Linked DNA regions of Hordeum vulgare: region 2 is linked to region 1. Evidence: chromatin contacts called from public Hi-C data. All regions are on one chromosome and are shown on one strand. The core of a region is the stretch at or near the end of the contact, and the rest is flanking DNA. Distances in the headings are between cores, read along the strand shown. Region 1 holds the start of LOC123425609 (40S ribosomal protein S13-1-like). Region 2 holds the start of LOC123425610 (probable serine/threonine-protein kinase WNK1).

Region 1 (3,093 bases), core at 294-2,793:
AATTAGTTCATTTGATTAAGGTATTTATATATTGCAGGTTACGTTCCTACACAGGAAGCATCACAACCAAGAACGATTTGGTATAGATCCCTACATGCTATGAACAACTGATTTACACCTGATCTAATATATGAAATGTATTAGAACAGGACATCTTTTTCAGTCCAATAGTCAAGGAACAAAGAAACGCAAGTAAAATCTCCAGGCCAATAGTCCAAAGAGCAAAGAAATGTAAGTAAAACCTCAGACCAAATATTAATAATGGTGCGAAATATTGGCCTAAGGTTACCCTCCAACCCTCTTCAGTTCAAAAGAAGGGACTGGTTTTCCAAAGGTGGCATGATTTTGGCAAAGTTCATTTAAAAATATTTACCAGATTTACGTCATTACTTCATACTCCCTCTGTTCCTAAATACTCCCTCCGTCCCAAAATTCTTGTCTTAGACTTGTTAGATATAAATGTATCTAGTCACATTTTACTATTTAGATACATCAATTTCTAGACAAACCTAAGACAAGAATTTTGGGACGGGGGAGTATATGTCTTTTTAGAGATTTCACTAGAAGACTACATACAGAGCAAAATGAGTGAATCTACACTCTAGAGTATGTCTATATACATCCGTATGTAGTCCCCTAAAGAAACCTCTAAAAAAGACTTAAATTTAGGAACCAAGGGAGTAGTTCCTACACAGGAAGCACCACAACCAAGAACCAATAGCTGGTATGGATCCTAAATGCTATGAACAACTGATTTACCACTCGGCTAACATTAAAAGACCTCTTACCAAAGCAACACATTGTAAATAGTCTCAACTTCCAAGGATCAAAATCTAATCCACTCCCACTGAACTCTCGAAATACTCCTATCCAGGCACACGAGAGGTAATCGATAGGTTTAAAAGCTTACATTGCCAAAAGCATTGCTTACTACAGTACTTAACACAAAACCGAAGTCCAAAACTGCAGAGAATTACGTCGAAGAACCGAAGCTTAACCGAATCAGGCGACGAGGGTGCTCGCGGTGGTGGACTCGTACTTCCAGGCGGCGGGCATCTTCTTGGTGAGGCGGTAGTAGCGGGTGAGGCGGTGGACCCTGCTCTCGACGAGGATGAGGCGGAACTTGGCGTCGACGTCCGACCTGTTCCTCTCCAGGTGCTTCCTGATCGCAACGGCCTTCTTGATGAGGAAGTAGAGGTCCTCGGGCATCTCCGGCGCGAGCCCGCGCGCCTTGAGCAGGCGCACGATCTTGGCGCCGGTGACGGCCTTGGACAGCGGGATGCCGTGGCCGTCGCGGAGCAGGGCGCCGATCTGAGACGGCAGCTGGCCCTTCTTGGCGGCGCGCACGATCATCTCCTCCACGTCCGGCGCGGCTGTCTTGACCCAGGCCGGGGCCTCCCGCTTGTAGGGGATCACCGAGGACGACATCCCCTTCCCGTTGCTGTGCATGCGTCCCATGGCGGCGAGGAGGGAGGTGGGGGGAGAAGCGGCTGTGGCGGCGGAGAGGGAAACCTAGCAAAAATGGGGCGGTGCCCTTCGCTGCCAAGCCAGTCAGTTATATCTGCTCGCGTTGCAAACTGGGCTTAGCCCATAATGTTTTGGACGCGAATACCGCGCGATCGCGACCCAATATCCTCTCGCTGATCGCCCATCGAGCGCGAGGGCCAATCTTATTCGGCGCGCAAGTCGCTGTTTTAGGCTGCGTTTGGGACGTTGTTTTTTTCTACCCTTATACGAGTAACATTTTACACTTGCATTATACTCCTCCCGTTCCTAAATATAAGTCTTTTAAGCGATTTCACTAAAAGTCTACATACAAAGCAAAATGATTGAATCTATACTCTAAAGTATGTCTATATACATCCGTATGTAGTCCATTAGTGAAATCTCTACAAAAACTTATATTTAGGAACGGAGGGAGTACTAGCCTACAACCAAAATACATGTCAGGATTGTATTTCCATTCCGCTTCCCCAGCCTTCGTTTGAATTGTTGTTTTTTCCCGCCCTTGTAACCTGGCTGCCATAGCCTAAACTTTCAAAAGCACAAACTTTCAACAATAGCAGAATTTCAGCAACACTGAGTGCATTTTTAACAACATAAATTTTCAAATACGCACATACAGACTTAAAAACAGTACAGACTGCACTTTCACACATATTCCACACGTATAAAATGAGATAATTTTTTTATTTATATAACAGCACCACGACATAAAAAAATATATTTTTGCATTCATCTATTTGAACATAGTTCCGATAACTCATAGTGCTCAAAATCAACAGTTTAAATTACAAATTTATTGAGGCATAGTTGTCTCGTCTCGTCCGCTGCTACATAACCAAAGTTCGGATTCGTAATTGTTCAATCATTGTGCATTTAGACATAAAATATTTTAAAAAGATTAATCGTCGGCAATTGTTCAAGCAGTGAAGCAACATCTGGATAAGTAACAAGAGCAAGCTTGTCATGATCACCATACACTGCAAGCCAAACATTTGAATAAAATTATTAGTGGGGATCAATATCAAACATAGTGCTGAGAATTAGTGGGGATCAATACCAAACATACTAAGCATACATATATACTAGCAGCAGCAAAAGAAATAAAATGCACACTAACCAAACCATAGTATTGTTCAAAGCTGTCTGGTGATAAATATATACCATAAAAGAAATAAAATGCACACTTCCCGCAAATATAGAATGTGCAGATACAACATTCTCTCTGAGAAGTTTTGTTCCCAGCTCCAACACCTCTCTGTTTGCCTCCCTTGTTTGTAAAATAGATCATCCCACGATCCAGTAACAAATTAGTTTGACAAGGGTCATGGAATTATTTTATATTTTGTGCTAAAAATTAGGCTAGACATTTCCACGACGTCCAGAAAATAGCAGAGACCCCAACCAAACCAATTTCTTATCATTTTTAGGGAAACTTTTGATCTAGTTCCAAAAACATGATACACGTATATGCAACGTTTTCCAGATATGTGTATGCAGGTGATGGTCACTGATCAGTAGCGTAAAACATATGCTCAGCTTGATAAGGGCGTGTCCTGGCATGAATGATAATATGTGCGGGAATCACTG
Region 2 (3,002 bases), core at 123-2,622, 300 kb after region 1:
CAATCTCATCAAATTTCCACAGAACCATCATCATTTGGGACCGTAAAACACCATTTTTCCATGCTAGGTAGCTAATCGGCCGAAGCTTACCTACGCAGTGAACAGCATGGGACTTGCGGAGGATGGCGGCCAGGCCGAGGTCGCCGATCTTGACCTCACCCTGGTTACCATTGACGAAGATGTTGTCACACTTGAGGTCCCGGTGGATGATGGGTGGATTGTGGCTGTGTAGGTACAGCAGGCCGCTGAGGATCTGCCGGCACCAGTCCTTGACCGCCCATATATTCACCTTCCTGTGCTTCTGCCTGTACCTAATCACCAGCAAATCACAAGCAATCAATTAGGCATACAGAACAGAAGATACGTACTACTACTACTTTCTTTCTAGAATTGGGCAGAAAAAAAGGAGATTTCCTTTAGATTGAGCGTACAAGGATACAACTTTATTGAGCATTAAAGAGAGTTAGATGAGATTGGTGCGGCTTACTGGCGGAGGGTGCCGGAGGTGAACATCTCGGTGATGAAGTTGATGTGGCGGGCGGAGACGTCGACCCAGGAGGTGTAGAACTTCATGATGTTCTTGTGCTTGAGCGTCTTGAGGAGGTGGATCTCGCAGTAGAGGCGCTCCAGGTCATCGGGGCACTGGAGGAAATCGTAGAGCTTCACCTGGTTCCACGCCACCTCCATCCCCTGGTACTCGTCGAACGCCCGGTACCTGAAACCAGACCAGGCGCTCGTCGTCAGCAGTCAGCTCGGGCGGCGCGAGGCGGACAAGAAAGAAGCGACAGCAAGCAGCGAGCGAGCGAGCAGAGGACGGCGGATCTTACACGGTCTTGGACGCGCCCTTGCCGAGGACGTCGTTATACTGCAAGAAGCATGGAGCAAACGGATCAGCGATCTGGCATGGCAGGGTAACGTATCGAGAAACGGCCGCAGGAGGAGGAGGGGAGCAGGGGGAGGGAGGTTGTTGGTGGTGGTGGGGGTGGCGCCGTACCCTTCCGTACCGGCCGGTGGGGTCGAGCTCCGCGTACTCCCCGCAGTCGGCCGCGTTGGCGCTGGCGTTTGCCCTGGCGCCCATCATCCTAGCTATCTCCGGCTCGCTCCGGCCTCGGAAGCAGCGCAAGAAAGCACCCGCTCCGCGCCGCCCGGGAGGCAGCTGCTGGCTCGCCGGCGCGCTCGCGCTCGCGCTGCTAGGAGGAGTGGATGGGGAGTGAGGAGGGGCAGGGGGGCGGGGAGGAGGAGAGGATCGGCGCGGGAGCGAGCGGCCTATTTAGGGAAATGTGGGCACACATGGTGTGTGTGGGCAGAGAGAGAGAGAGAGATGGGAAGGAGCCAAGGAGGAGGGGGTGGGGATGATGAGGCTTTAGTTGTAGATTGTAGATTAGATCAATGGGAAAGCCGCAGATAAACTTGCCGTTTTTAACTCCACACGAGAGATGAGATTTACTAAGCTACCTGCTGGGCTGGGCCAGCTACGTGGTACTGTACGTACTAGGGGTGACAGGATCCTAGATACTGTCGTTGGTTAGTCGGGTGAGACTACAATTCCATCATGACACGGTCAAATTAGCCTCACTTCCATGCCGATATACTAATCCACAATTATTCGGTGTAAACAAATTAGACCGCAATCGTCTCTAAAAGGAACTGGAATTACAGTAGAAAAATGCAGGCCGGTCTCTGCGTTTTTTATTCCTTTCAGAAAAGGCAGCCCGATTTTCCAAGAAAGCATGTTTGGTTTGGACCCAAATGTTGTTCAATCCCATGGGCGAAAACGACCGCTCGCAGAAAAGTACTGTATATATGAATGTAGAAGCTCTGGGGGAAGAAACTATGTCGAGAAGCTCTTTAACCGGAAAAAGGGACAGCTGATTAGGAACCACGATCTTGGCGCAAACTGAACAAGAAAATTGAATATTTACTGGGGTTCTTGTTTTTCTTGCTTTCCTCCTTGACATCGCAAATCTGACTCTCTTTTTTGACTTCGGAGAAGAAAACGAAATGGTTCGAGAGCGGCCCCTTTGTTTTGCCTCCCCATTGATGATCAAACCCTGCTAAACGCTATGCTCCCCCGGCGAACTCACTTGGGCCATGATGGTGCGGGGTGCTCCGTTCATGTCCATGGAAAGTTGCTCAAAGCTATAGTACTCCTAGATAGGAGCACCCGGGTTCATCTTCATTTTCCAACACGTTGAAAATTTGTAAGCAGTTTAAAGAAACCGGATAATTGGACAAAATAACTCATACATGAGCTTCACCCTCATCCACCGCTAATCATATAGGTAGGTGATGTCGAGTAGGGCATTTGGAGACAGAGCATCATGAAGACCTTAATTTTGACAATAACAAAATTCAAAATTTATGTTTTAAAAGTTATGAAAAAAATAAACATGTATACAAGAATGCGATGTGTATGTGTGTACAATTTTATTATGAGATACCTTGAATTTCGAGCTGCCCCCAAAAAAGCATGATATTTAAAGATGAACAATACATATGCTAAAAGCCCAAATTTGTTTTTTTTTGTACCTCACATTTTAACTTGTTTCGACCTGAAATTTACACACATGTACATCATGAATCTAGTTACACATATATTTTTCAGAATTTTTTAAAAGAAGAGTTTGAATTTTAAAGTTTCCAAATTAAGGCCTTCGTGGAGCACGGTCTCCATTTGGCATTTTCGGGTGATGTTAGTTATATAATTTGCCATGCTTACCTTATAATTATCAATGGATGTGGTTTCATTGAGAAATAATAGTTTTTAAAAAACATATAATACAGATGGAGACACTCACAAACATGTATATACGCTCAGTGACGGACCCATGAATTAAATGAAGGGTGTGCACACTAAAAAAATCTGCCTAATCCAAGTGTCATGTAATATACTCAATTGTTAAAATCTGGCATCGATTTCAACATTGGTCATTGAACCGCATGCATCTAAAAGCACACTACGTAGACAGTCGAACCAAACAAAGGAAAGACTAGCAAATCTG

What was found. A called contact is a pair of places that touch in the nucleus more often than the background predicts.
Region 2: a Hi-C map of leaf shows a contact between it and region 1, with 4 times the contacts expected there. The contact joins the promoter of LOC123425610 here to the promoter of LOC123425609 in region 1. A contact is called at or near these places in 4 of 6 Hi-C or Micro-C datasets (leaf and seedling) and 1 of 1 datasets of contacts at active chromatin or transcription factors (embryo).

What each region holds. Positions count from the first base shown.
Region 1 is chr2H:148,402,675-148,405,767 of MorexV3_pseudomolecules_assembly, forward strand. It overlaps LOC123425609 (40S ribosomal protein S13-1-like), which reads right to left and starts at 1,544. Exons shown (of 1, transcript XM_045109303.1): 1 at 755-1,544. The coding sequence starts at 1,458. The coding sequence ends at 1,003.
Region 2 is chr2H:148,699,259-148,702,260 of MorexV3_pseudomolecules_assembly, forward strand. LOC123425610 (probable serine/threonine-protein kinase WNK1) reads right to left here and starts at 1,373. Exons shown (of 7, transcript XM_045109304.1): 1 at 995-1,373; 2 at 828-865; 3 at 488-715; 4 at 91-311. The coding sequence starts at 1,081.